Regions from separate parts of the Gossypium hirsutum genome. Here region 1 is linked to region 2. Evidence: chromatin contacts called from public Hi-C data. All regions are on one chromosome and are shown on one strand. The core of a region is the stretch at or near the end of the contact, and the rest is flanking DNA. Distances in the headings are between cores, read along the strand shown. Region 1 holds the start of LOC107948544 (fructose-bisphosphate aldolase 6, cytosolic). Region 2 holds the start of LOC107948122 (growth-regulating factor 3-like).

Evidence for each region. Hi-C and Micro-C count contacts between places; a contact is called where the count stands out from the background.
Region 1: a Hi-C map of leaf shows a contact between it and region 2, with 2.9 times the contacts expected there. The contact joins the promoter of LOC107948544 here to the promoter of LOC107948122 in region 2. A contact is called at or near these places in 8 of 34 Hi-C or Micro-C datasets (callus, hypocotyl, leaf and 1 more).

Annotation. Positions count from the first base shown.
Region 1 is chrA04:57,104,861-57,111,618 of Gossypium_hirsutum_v2.1, reverse strand. LOC107948544 (fructose-bisphosphate aldolase 6, cytosolic) reads right to left here and starts at 1,351. Exons shown (of 3, transcript XM_016883133.2): 1 at 990-1,351; 2 at 205-432; 3 at 1-95. The coding sequence starts at 1,017.
Region 2 is chrA04:56,117,981-56,125,550 of Gossypium_hirsutum_v2.1, reverse strand. LOC107948122 (growth-regulating factor 3-like) reads left to right here and starts at 6,303. Exons shown (of 2, transcript XM_041111206.1): 1 at 6,303-6,652; 2 at 7,070-7,403. The coding sequence starts at 6,303. The coding sequence ends at 7,403. LOC107948121 (1,4-alpha-glucan-branching enzyme 2-2, chloroplastic/amyloplastic) reads right to left here. Exons shown (of 22, transcript XM_016882590.1): 22 at 7,464-7,570.

The DNA of each region.
Region 1 (6,758 bases), core at 102-2,601, 990 kb before region 2:
TTCGCCATGGGTTCCATTAAGCTCAACCGTACCCTTGTCAACCTTGATGCCAGGGAGGACACCACCTTCCTTCAAAACATCAACGAAGGGCTTGCCTGCACATCAAACATCAATATCAGAAATCAACAACCATCCATAACTCTTAAAAAGGAATAAAACTACCGCGGTTCTTAGTATTATCAAAGTATGTCATTTTAGTAATACCCGAAGCGGTTTTTTGATAAAGGGTTTCCTCAAAGAGAATAACACCACTGAGGTGCTGAAGAGCTCCAGGAGTTGTGAATAGGAGCTCACGGAGAGCACGCCTGTTGTCTTCAACATTCTCTACATTAATACTTGAAAGACGCTTGCCGATGGTGCCAGTGGATTCATCAGCAGCAAGGATACCCTTTCCAGGGGTTCCAATGTAAGCAGCGTTTTTAGCCAACTCATCTACAAGATTCATGATTCAGAAAATAATAATAAGCCACCAATTCCCCATTAAAAGTTCAATAAACAGAGATCCAAATATTTAAAAACAAAAAAAAAAACTTAAAAGGGTGCATGGCTAAGATTCAGTAATCTCAGATCTAAAATGAAAACACACCAAGGAGATAAAATTAACATTATCAACTTCATCAATCTTTTTTTTCCTTAAATCTAGAACCGAACCATATCATGGTGCTTAAAAAAAATGACTGGAGAAATAATAAGCGAGTACAAACATGCAGATCTAGATCTTCAGATATTACCCCAAAATTTAACCATGTTGTTAATACCCACTGACAGATCACAAGACAATATAACCAGCCTTAGAAGATCCGAAGAAATCCATATATCAAAATACAGTTCGTATGATTAAAACAAGCAAATCAACTAACATTTTTTTCTCGTCAAACTATCAAAACAACTAACAGATCAGTCAAAAAAAACACTAAGATGGATCCGAGAGATTAAGTTTATAAACATAAAATAAAGAGCAAGGGAAATAGCAAGGGAAGAGTACTTACCAGCATATTTGCTAATGAAGCAAGACATGATTGAACAGGAAAAAGAACGAGAGACAGGAAAGAGGCTTTTTTTTTTTTTTTGGCTAGGAGGAAAGAAGAGAGAGACGGAAGTGAGGGGAAAAGGGGGCAGGGGTTAGGGGTTTTAAAAGAGATACAGAGAGAGCTGGTGGCTTCGAGATTATCGGTTAGTTTCTTTTTTTGTCGTGTTTTCCAAGTAACCCATGGACTGCCCGTGGGATCTTTGCTCACTTTTTCGTATCTGGTTTTTTATTTTTTTCTCCTCTTTTCCGCTTTTACCCCTCCCACTCCCATCTATTCCTTTTAGGTTGGTCCACCTAACATTTTTTATTAAAATCAAAACCGAAGTGATTTTTGATAAATACTATCTCTTAAATACAAATATATTTATTTGCTGAATTTTGCAAAAAGAAATACCCACCTTTTACTCAATAAAATAACCTAATTTATATAATTTACTAGTCACTGAAGTCCAAAGAAATACAAATTCTACTATACAAACACAAATTCAATTGAAAATGTTATTAAAAATAAAACATATTCCACGCATTAATTTTATTTAAAACCAACAAGGACAAAATTGAGAAGAAACATAGGAATAGAAAATAGGCGTTTCTAAAAGTTTCTCAAAACAACAGCGGTTGAAATAGGTGGGCCGGTGAAATAAGTGGGCAGGAAAGCGTGATGAGTCAAACCCAACTGTTTTCAACAACACATTTTTTATACTTTGAAGCGTCAAAACTCAAAGATATCAAAGTAATCTTTTTAATCTCATATTTGTATTTATTCCAATTTTAATTAATCTTTTTAAGGAGTATTCTTTAATTTCTTTTAGGTTCAAATATTTTATAAGTTGATGTATTTTTCATAAATTTAAATTTTAATATTTAATTTTGTTTAAAAATTTAATCTCTATATTTTTTAAATTTTAAAATTTAAATCTAATTGTTAATACTGTTAAAACTATTTTGTCAAATTTAAGTTTATTATAACATTATTTTTTAGTTAAATTACTATAAAGTAAGTTTTTTAAGGTAAACTACATATTTAGTCACCCGAGTTTACCTGTGTCTCTATTTTAATCACACCGTTCAAAATTTTGTTATTTTAGTCACTCATGTTAGATAAGTTGTCAATTTTAATCATTCTACTGTTAAAATTGATTTAATCACTAAACAGAATGTTGACCTGGCCTAGTATAATAACAAAATTAGCCATCCATGTTTGCTCATTTTATTAATTTTATTCTGATTTAAAAAGATAAAATTAACTTTTAATATATACACATTATACCAATTTGGCAATGATTTTAAAATTTAAAAAAACATAAATTTGAATTTGAATTTAAAAATATATAAAAATTAAAAATTATTAAAATTTATAAAAATATATGAGATACTCAAAAAAATATAAAAATATATTGAAAATTTATTATATTTTCACACTTTCCTTCCCCTCAAGTCCACATTTTTTATTCTCATCTTTCTCAATCAATGCCAGTTTTTCTTCCTCGTTCCCTCAAATGTTTTTAACACTTATCATTTTGAGCTTATATAAGATTGATTTCAATTTTTCATGGTAAAAATGGATTAATTTTTTATTTAAACTTTCATTGGCAATTTGAATCATTCATTCGAATCAAAATAATAACGAGGATTCCTAAACTTTTGAAATTTGAAAGACAATTAATTAGATAATATTACTAAAGAGGAAATCAAATTTCATTGCAAATCACTTAAAATAAATCCACACCAAGCGTTTGTTAAAATGACGAACTAAGATTCAATTTTTCCAATCCAATTAATATAATAATAACACTATCTTCTTTACCCTGTAATTGAAAATCATCTCATCCCCACCATCTTTCCACATATATTTCTTGTTTGAGTATTTTATAAATTTTTACAAGTTCTAATATGTGTTTATAAATTTTATTAATCCTTTTGTATTCCTATTTTTTTATTTTAATTTATATATTTTTAATTTTAGAATCATGGCTGGTATAATTTGTAAATATTAAAGGTTAAATTTGTAATATTTTTTTCAAAATCAAGATTAAATTAATAAAATGGGTAAACATGGAGGGCTGATTTTATTATTATACCAAGCCAAGCCAGCATTCTATTTGATGATCAAACTCATCTTAACGGTAGAGTGACTAAAATTAATAACTTATCTAACGAGAGTGATTAAAATTGACAACTTATTTAATAAGAGTAACTAAAATAACAAAATTTTGAAATGGATGACCAGAATAAGAACGTGGATAAATTCGGGTGACTGAACTAGTAGTTTACACTTTTTTATTTGAAAAATTCACACAAATTTAACAAAAGAAGTAACAAAGTTAATAATTAAATCTAAATTTTGAAATATGAAAATAAAAAATTAATTTTTTAAAAATAAAAATATAAAAACTAAATTCTAAATTTGTAAAGAATATAGAGATTAAACATATTTTAACTTTTTTTAATTGGAATATATATACATATGCCATATAAAATAACATAGTTTTGAATGTATAATATAATACCATACGTTGGTCTCTCTATATGATCAAAAGTAAATGTGGCATTAAAATTTTTTTGTTTTACCAAGAATATAAACTTCTGACATAGAAAATTTAAATCCAAATCCTAAAAATGATATTATTGTGAAAGGTAATTACGAATTTAAAAGAATTAATATTTATTAATCGTAAAACGAATATGAAAAATATTTTGATCATAATAAAAACACGCATATTTAGATTAACGTAATAAGCCATATTAATGTAATATGTCACTTATAAATGTCCACTTAACTTTTATAAATTAAAGAGTATATTACATCAACAGTCACTCAACCTTGGTTCCAATAACAAAACAGCCACTAAACTTTCAACTCAGTCACTAAACTTTAGAAAATAACAAATCAGTCACCATAACCATTTTCCATTACGGACGTAACGAAAAGCTGACCTGTCATCCCACTGTGTAAACGACCCCAATTTAAGAACCGTAATTGGGTTAGGTATAAAGAAAAAGAAGAAGAGAAGAAGAAAAGAAAATTTCTAAAGTGGTTCAGTAGTAGTATTAAGAAGAGAAGAAGAAAATAAAATTTCTAAAGTGGTTCAGTAGTAGTATAAGGTTGTGGATCGCAGCGACAGTAGTGGGGAAAGCTTCACAAAGAACAGTTCTGGTGATGAGAATGGTCGAGAGCTTTTTTTCGTCGTATCCGACCAAATGCACCTACTCATCTCTACTTGAAAACTCATATAGCATTGGCTTATTCTTTTTGTGTTGGGGAAATGAGAAGAATTGCGAGAAAACGAGGAAGAAAAAAAAAAGAGAAAACAAAAGCGGGGGACAGAGCAAAAGCAGCAACAATGTTTATGGCAGTGGCAGGGGTAGTGACCTAAAAAATGCCATAGCTTTGATAGCTCGAATCGTAGTCATACCTAATGCTTTGGATGTAGAATTTGTTATGGTTTAGGGATAAAATGGTGTGGTTGTTGCTGTCTGTAATATCCCGAATTAGGGCCTAATCGGAATAGTGGTTTTGTGACCATAAATCCGAGATAGAAATAATTATTTTATAATTATTTTTAGGTTTATGATATGATTGCATGATTGTGTGAAATTTTCGTGATGAAATTCTATGCCTAAAGTGCTTAAATTGAAAGTAGGGACTAAATCGAATAAGTTGCAAAACTTTCATTCTAGAAGTTTTTAGTATGAAATTGTTTTGGAATATTAATGAGGAGGTCTTAAATAGCAATTTGACCAATTTTAAGTTCATGGACAAAATTAGGACATGGAAGGAATTTTTGGAAAGTTTAGTAGTAAGGGTATTTTGGTCATTTAGTTATTAAAATGAATTAAAAACAAAATTAAAAGCCAATTTTTGTCCATCTTTTTCATTAGGCCGAAATTTCAAGGGTTCTCCATAGCTAGGGTTTGTTTCAAGCTTCCAAGCTCCATAATCAAGAAAGACGTGGAATCGACCTCAATCGAGGAAAAGAAAAGATTGTGGACTAAATTGCAAAATCTTTGTATTTTGGTACCAAGGTAAGTTCATGTGTAAATAATGTATCATAATGGTTATTTTTAAGTTATTGATGTTAATTATATGTTATGCTGAATTTTATTATGAAATGTATGCTTTGTGGTTAATTTCAAATAATATGTAAATTATGTGAACTACTTGTTAAATATAATTGTTACCGAGTATTGATTTCGGCATTCTACGGAAGACGGCAAGGATAAGTGTTCGAGGAAAAATCCCGTTTGAACCTTAGGAATAGATTAGGATACAAGTGACATGTCACTAGGATGATTGAGCATCCGAACTCGTTGAGTTGAGTCCGAGTTCACTTATGGATGCGAATGTCCGAACTTGTTGAGTTGAGTCCGAGTTCGTGAGATGTAACTAGGCATCCGAACTCGTTGAGTTGAGTCCGAGTTCACTTATGGATGCGAACGCCTGAGCTCGTTGAGTTGAGTCCGAGTTCGCTTATGGGCGGGTTACATGATTGCTTGATTGCATATATGGCACTTATGTGCAAGTTATCCATGTATCCGAATTATATTCCGATGTGTTCAACGGGTAAAGTTCTACTCAATAGAGGAATATTCGAGATGTAAAGAGAAGTATTGGTGAGTGATGTGAAATGGTTATTTTGGACAGGTATGTATTTAACCCTCGGGTTGAGTATTGATACAACCACGATAAGGTAATAAGATGATGAAAAATGATTAAAAATGTGATATGTGTTTTAGTGATACATGCTAATGTTGATTGGTATGACTGTTTGTTATGTTACTTATTATTTGCATATGAACTTACTAAGCATTTATGCTTACTCCCTCCTTCTTACTCATTGTAGTTTTGGACAAGCCAGCTCAGGAGTCGGGACAGGTCGAAGGCTCAGTCACACTATCCGGAAGACTTTTGGTAATGGCTTGTAAATTTAAGTATGGCATGTATAGCAATATACTTTTTTTTGTGTAAATGATCTTATGGTATGGTGATGGAATGGTTGAGGAAATGCTTGATAATGATAAATTATGAAAATATTTAGTTTAGATTATATTTGATGTTAAGGAAAATTATTAAGATACTTAGTGCATAAAAACTCATAAAAGGAATGAAATTTGCCATAAACAGAATACTGCAGCAACACTGACGCGAGTTTAAAAATTTACTAAAAATCATAGAAATTGAACTTGGTGATGTAATACATATCAAATTGAAGCTTATTATGTCTAGTTTCACATGAAACAAATGAAACAGGTAAAGGAATTATATGTTACAAGATATTTAAATTTTAGTGAAACAGGGTCATAGCAGTTTCTGAATCCCCTGTTCCAACTTTAGAAATTCACCATAAATTGTAAAGATATAATTAGGTAGTGTATTTTATATTCTCAGAATCCTTATTGAGTCTAGTTTCATTAGAAACAAACCTCATAGTCATATGAATTTTTTACAGAGAGAAATGTGGTTCGTAGTAAACAGAGATCAGACCAGTCAAGTCCTGAAACAGGGGTAACTTTAACTAATAAACTGTACTAATTGGCCCAACCAAAAATTCTAGAAAAACATTAGTAGATAGGTATATGAGTCTAGATTTAGGGAAAATTTACGGATCTTGATTTCGAGTTTTGTAACTCGAGATATGATTTTTCTTGTGACTGTGATGCAAGTAGCTTAAAAGCTGTGAATGTAGAAATAAATAATCCAAAGTTCTAAATATGTTAAATTAAGCTT
Region 2 (7,570 bases), core at 5,054-7,553:
ATTGATATTTAATGCCTCATAATTAATAATCCATAGCAATTTCATACTAATTGCTTCTAGAACCCAAGTTTTGCAATTTATTCAATTTGGTCCCTAATTTTCAATTGGACACCTTATACTTAAAATTTCTTCATGAAACTTTAACACATGCTTATTTTCATATCCTAGACCTCATAATAATCATAAAAAAATATTTTACTGTCGAATTTGTAGTCCCAAAACCACTATTTTGACTAGGCCCAATTTTTGGGATGTTACAATAACAACCTAATTTTCAATGATGTCAAAAATAGTGATTCGAGATTACTAAATCTAATGAGTAAGTTTGAAAATTTGAAAAATTAATATTTATAAGTTAAGTGTGATTTTAGATGAATTTTTGAATTAGTGAATTTTTTGATTTAAAAAGAAATTATTAGGTAAATTGGGAAAAAGAAATTTTCCCTATGTGAGTTCAATTCTTCCTTTTTCTTTGTAATTTTTATGTTTTTATGACTTTTACAATTAAATCCAACTATTGAATCCATTTGTTTTTATTCTATGAGTGATTTTGAAAGTTAGCATGACTGAGTGTTGGAAGTTTATGATGAATTATCATGGATTTGAAGCTTTAATTTCATTATATGATGATTTTATTAAGTGATTTTTAATAGAAAATGATTTTTAGGACTTAATTGTGAAAAAATTTGTAAATTAGAGCTTGGTGTTGAAATTTTGTGTATCAAAGGTTGTATAATAGCTTAAAATATTCCGATAAAGTGTGAAGAATTAGTTCAATTGATGGATAAATTAAGCAGGGACTAAAATGTAAAAATTGTAAAATTTAGGGTAAAAGTGTAATTTTGAAAATTGAAGGGCATAAATTGTGAAGTGAATTAGGATTGAATTAGATGCTAATGAATGGAAAATTTTACATTATAGATCGAGAATCTGAAGATAAACGTGAAAAGGAGAAAATTTCTAATTAGTCCCTGAATTCCTACAACTTCTACAAATTAGTCCAGGTAAGTTCATATGGTTAAAATTTCAGGTTTAATTGTTAATTTTGGAGTGGTATTATGTGTTATTTCATGTTTCTTTATTGAATTATGATTATTGTAAAAATATGAGAATACGAGTTAGGGGTGTTACACAAACTTTGTAATATGATTTTTTTATATAAATTAAATACATTACAGCATTAAAAATTGGAAAAAACTTTGTAATAGAAATTTCTTTATATAAATTACATAAGCTCAATTCCTACCTGATCGTGATGATTGTCCAACATCGTAATTTCGCTGCAGGCATTTACTTCGATTATGGCCAGCTAATTTGCATATTCCACAATGCTTACCATTGGATTTCTCCTCAATGTCCATATCATTACGGATTCTGGATGATTGTGGATGACGTTTCGAATTCCTACGCAACCCTCTGTTTGGGACAAGCTCGAAAGTCGTCAGAGGTACCTCCCGCGTAGATAGGCCAGGCAGGACGGGGAACTCATTCTCTCAGACACGCAACGTGCATTCGAGTGTGTACATGTCATTGACAAATTGTTCAACACTGAGCGAGACTTTAGCACACACTGCCACAATATGTGCACATGGATAATGAAGTGTTTGGAACCTCCTACAATCGCAATGTCTATTTCAGATATCAACTCTATAGGACCTAGGTTGTATATCGGGTCGACGACCAATGGTCTCCGTAACTTGAAACATTTCAAGATATCGTGAATATTTTTCTACATTCATCAACCTCGCCATCCGACAGTTTGCAACCATTGCATCTTCGACAAACACGTGTCCTACCTCTATCTGGTTGACTTGTTGCTGACCCATTCTTGGCATTAAGGTAGCCAACTTGTAGAATGTAGCCGAGAAGACAGATGAAATCGAAAGATGTTGTGTTTTCAACAACACAGTGTTGGTCCCCTCCACCAAGTTTGTGGTCATTTGACCATAACGAAAGCCCTCGTTAAAAATTTGAGCCCATTGCCACTGCTCCATGGTACCCAACCACTGTTGGCAAGATGTGTTCGTTTGGCCCTCCATGTCACTCTCAAGTCGTGTCATTCTTTGGCGGAAAATGTGTGGTTGTAGCTCGTGCGCTGTATATGTATTAAGAAAAGATAATTTTTAGTATTGCACTAAAACATTAAAACTTATATTGAAAAGATAAGGTAATCCTTTACCCATTTTCACAACTTGTCTCTTCCAGTCTACATTTTTATAATCTCGATGAAAGTTAGCCGCGATGTGCCGGATGCAATAAACGAATCTCTATGGCACATCAAAATGCCTAATGACGGTAATTAATCCTTTCCCTCTGTTGGAGATGATGTAAATATTATCATTGCTAATAACATACCTCCGCAGGATAGTAAAAAAGAATTCTCACGATTCCACGTTCTTCTTATCTACGATGGAAAATGCTATCAGGAGCAAGTTTCTGTTGTCATCTTGAACAACCGTAAGAAGTAGGATCTGTGTATATTTTCCATATAGACAGGTCCCATTTACTTGTACAGACGGCTTGTAGTGGGGAAATGCATGCACACATGGATCAAACGTCCAAAACATCTGATGGAAACTTTTTTTTCCCAGTTGTAGTTGGTTATCCGGGCCGTAATAAGGTAGTGTCTAACTCAATGATAGTCTCCTGTACGTACTCCCGCATAGCGGCTATCCATCCCTATAGCTTATTATCGACACATCGAAATCCCCGTACAATTGCTCCATTGCCATCTGTTTAGCTATCTATGCCTTTCGGTATGATAGTCGATACTGGGATCGTGCCTGCATTTCGGCAATCAATACCAAAACTTTAATGGTCGGCATGTCCTTCACCATTGGCATGATACACGTACAAATAGTTTTGGAATCAAGTTTTCGATGATCTTTTGTCATACATATTGATGTGCATGTGTGAGGCTTCACAAATTTTCGTATCTCCCACAACTATGAATTTTGAATAAGTGCAGTTCGTACCCACCAATTGCAGCCTTCCACCAACTTCCAACACTCCCTAATATATAATGTCGATTTAGACACTACGACTTTGTAATCTATTGATATATTCATACTATACCACTTAATAGAAAATACGCACTCTTCCTTACTTTCGAATCTCTGGCCTACGAATAACTCCTTAGGATCAGAATTTACGGCCAGCCGATGAGCAGATACTATTTTAGGGTACTCCGGGAACTCAGCTACGTGCATCGCATCGGGGTCTATAAGCGACATGTGTGGCTCAGGATTATTGTGTATCACAATACGTCGTATCTGGTTCTTGACTGAAGACGCATTAATGTTTCCATTGTTATTCATGCCTTCATCGTTAATATCATCAGGGACCCCGTCCACATCGGGATCACTATCACTATCGACCTCTTGATCACAAGGATCACTACTATCGTATCCATCATCACCAACCACATCAACATTGGGTGTAACATTAAGATCGATATCGGTTCCGCGTATAGTCGATTTACTATCAACGTACGATATTGGAGCCACCATGCACGGTTCTTGAGCTCCATGTTCTTCACCATATGCAGTGAGATCTTCATTTTGCTCCATACCGGCTAACTCAGCAAATAAGTGAATCAGTGCATTTTTGTCACTCTAATTCTCATAGTTAAGAGCGATCATTGTCTCCATGTCTTCGGTGTCTACAAGTTCTATTTCAGTGAATTTGATGGGATCTGCCGAAACTGGAAACTTTTAGAAAAGTTTTGAGACCCTTCTCCCACAACGTCTAACAATTTTTGCGTTAATCCTTCCCTTCATATCATCCAACGAGATATTTCTATTAAATCTCATTGATATTTGTTGCAGATATTCAAATATACATCCAACGGTTGTTGTCAAGATGATTCCATCGAAATAAACGCATACGAAAAACTAATTATCTATCTTCAATACTCAATCTGTTAAAAAATTAACAAAAAAATCTCAAAACAATTTCAAACAGCATTAAAAAACTTGCTTAAAAAATTTAATGAATGATAATAGTCCATTTCTAACAATATCAAATTTATTGTCATTTCTAACAATATCAAATATATTAAAAAATTTTACAAGATAACATTCTCAATAATCTAAACATAAAACTTACTAACAAATCACAATAAACAAAATATAAAAATAACACTAAACAAACTATATAATACTAACAAAATTTTTTTTCTTATCATAATCTATTATATTTGAAAAAAACAATAAGAAAATTACATTTTCTTTTCTTTCTTTGAAAATAACAATAAGAAAAATACATTTTCTTTTCTTTCTTCTCTTTTCTTTCTTTCTTCTCTTCTCTTCTCTCTCTCTTGTTCTGTAATTTTTTTTTTCAAACTGATACGAGCCGGATGGGGGACTTGGGGGAGGGGGGAATATACTAGAGGGTGCCGCCTATTAGATAGGCACAACTGGTGCCGCCTTTGACAGCCCCTTCACTGGTGTCGCCTCTGATATCCCCTCTACTAGTGTCATCTCTAACATCCCCTCCACCTAGGCCATGTCACCATTTATTATTATTATTTACTATTTTGATCAGAAAATAAGGGTAGTGTCGCCTATGCACCACCTTCTATTACTTGAAATGTACCATTTTGATACTTAATTTTATCAATATACCATTTTAGAGTTTTTTTTTTCAATATTTTTCGATAAAAAGCCCTCAAAATAACAAAAATAGGAGAAAATAGGTTTAGGGCAGACCACTGTAGCGCTTGGCCGAATGCCGTGGCATACAGACAGCTTGTCAATCAAGGGCGTCATGGCACTTAGCTAAATGTCGCGCCCTTACATCCTTTCCCAGTGCTATTGCTTTTTAAGCTCTAGCCACTCATTTCAGCTTCGAAATATCCTTGAGTGCTTGTTTTACTCGATATTCTTAAGCTTACATGACACAAATACTAAAAAGGAAATTAGAAAGTAAAAGGACTCTGAAATAAATCAGTCATGCAAAATTCAATGCAAAAATAGAAAAGAGAGCGTTTAAGAGAGAGTAGTTCTTAACTTAGAACGATTTCCCCGTCTTTGATTAGGACCATCTGAAGATAATATTTTTACACATGTAAAATAAAAACAGTTATCTATAAAATTAACTTTGTCGTTTACTTTACATTTAAAAAAGTCTGCCTCCTGGTGTCAGAATAGTTCCTCTTCCTCTCTTTGAAGTCTTAAGGTATTGCTATCTGCCGAAGCCATAAGAGAGAAAGAAGTTCCTGCAAAAGCTTTTTCCAAACTTTCTCTTGTTAACACATCAACAAAACAGACCCCAAAACCCAAATAAAAATATTTCTGTCAAAATAGCCCCCGCCGCCCCAACCAACTAAAACCCCCAAAGCACCTCTCTTTCTCTTTCCATGAACTTGCATCTGAAGCAATGTAGAAACCAGCATGAGTCAGACCATCAACAACAACCACCTTCTGCAAATATACCAAAACTTCACCTTCATCATCATCATCACCAACACCCATCTCCTCTTCCTTTGCTCGTACCTCATCACCACTGCAAATCCAGCAGCAACAACCTGCCACCACTTCCTCATTCATCCTCCACGTTTCCCAGCAGTGAGATTTTCTTCCTTTTTCTTTGCTCCTTTTTTTTTCTTGGCAGGATTCTCAGAAAAGTTTTCAACTCCTAAGTTTGGGAAGTTTCTGGCTAGCTTGCTTACTTGATTTTTTCCTTCTAAGTTACCTTTTTACTTCTCCCTTTAGTGATGGGAAGTTTCTTCAGCTTGTCTCAATGGCAGGAACTGTAGTTACAAGCTTTGATCTTTAGATACATGTTAGCAGGCGCAGCTGTTCCTCCCCAACTCCTTCAATCAATCGACAATACTACTATTCTTCACTCTCCTTCATATTTCCTCCACCACCCTCTTCGACACTTCTCCCATTACCAGCCACCTTGTGAGTGATTATATTTATGAGATGTGTGACCTGTCCTTGCTTTTATATTTTTATGAAATGCGTACTTTAGCATTTTCTCATCAAATTTATAAAGAAAATAAGTACATAGTAAAAGAGATTGATGCATAAATGATTTTATAGTATTATATATATATATATAAACCCGGGTGAAAACACGAACAAAAAGAGAGAAGAAACGTAGAAAGGGGGGAAGAAGTCTAGTGCTAGTTCTTACTGAAACTTTTTTATTTAACTTTCATTTTTGAGTGGTTTCTTTGTTCTCTTATTTTGATTGAAAGAAAGACAAAACTTCCATATATATCGACACGGTCTACCTAAGGAACTTAATGAATCTGTCCAAATAGTATGTACTTAAAAGATATGAAGAGTAAGAGGATGTCGGATCAGTGTTGCAATCAGGGTATTGGGGAAGAGCAGCAATGGATCCAGAGCCAGGCCGATGCCGGAGGACTGACGGGAAGAAGTGGAGATGCTCGAGAGGCGTGGTGGCTGGCCAGAAATATTGCGAGCGCCACGTGCACCGTGGCCGCAAACCGTTCAAGAAAGCCTGTGGAAATGCTAAAATCTAGTGGCGCCTGCACCAACATCATCAACAACAATACTCTTGTTGGTGCTGCTGCTGGTGTTGTTGATGTTGGATGTGGTGACCTTAAACCCACTTCTCTGATCCCCAATTCACCCTTAGAATTGGCTGGTGATAGAGCCAACAGTTTTCTCCTTTCAGGGCATTCCTGATCTTCTTCGCCTTAATTATAGGTAACTTCTTTTAATTGGATTTGAATTTTTTTAAGAAAAAAAAGTTGAGAAAATTTGATTTGTGAAAAAGATATAAATTACATAAAATCATACTTCATACAATCTCTTCACATTTTTAAAGTTTGCTAATATTTGCTATCTATTTTGTAGAAAGTAAATTGTTTTACAGTAGCGATGATGATTACCCCTTGGTAGGACCCTAATCAATATCTGACCAATGGATGTATCTCAAAATCTGGGCAGGGGGTTTCGATTCTGTACAAGCTGACCCCGACCACTTCTTTAGTCTTTATAACGTGCTTTCTTTATGGTCCATCACAATATATTTTCTTTATTTTGCTTATTTTTGTTTGCCCTACAATGTTTGTGTTTCTTTTGTCTGGCAGTTTCTCAGATTCTAAAAATGTTCATAAGGGCCATTTCGATGCCCAAAATGAAGTCAATAACAGATCTGATGGTCAAATGTTGAGACAATTTTTTGATGATAGGCCTAGATCCTTACAACAACCAGACAACCATGCTGAAAGCCCGATGAGTTCTGCAACATGCCTCTCCATTTCAATGCCTGGAAATTCCTCATCAGACGTGTCGTTGAAGCTGTCAACTGGAAATGGAGACCAATTGAATTGGGCTGCTGGGTGGGCCTCATACCAGGCGGCTTCGATGGGAGGGCCCCTTGCCGAGGCTTTAAGATCATCCATATCCAATTCACAACCTTAAAGGCTCTGCATCTCAAACTAGCATTGTTACCACTTGAATCTTTTTTAGGCACTCCAAGACTTAAAGTAAATTGCTTGCACTCTGTTCTTTACTTTTATTGAACCAAACTGACTACAATAATGGTTCCTTTAAAATTAAGTTTGCGAGAAAAATTAGCACATAAGTTG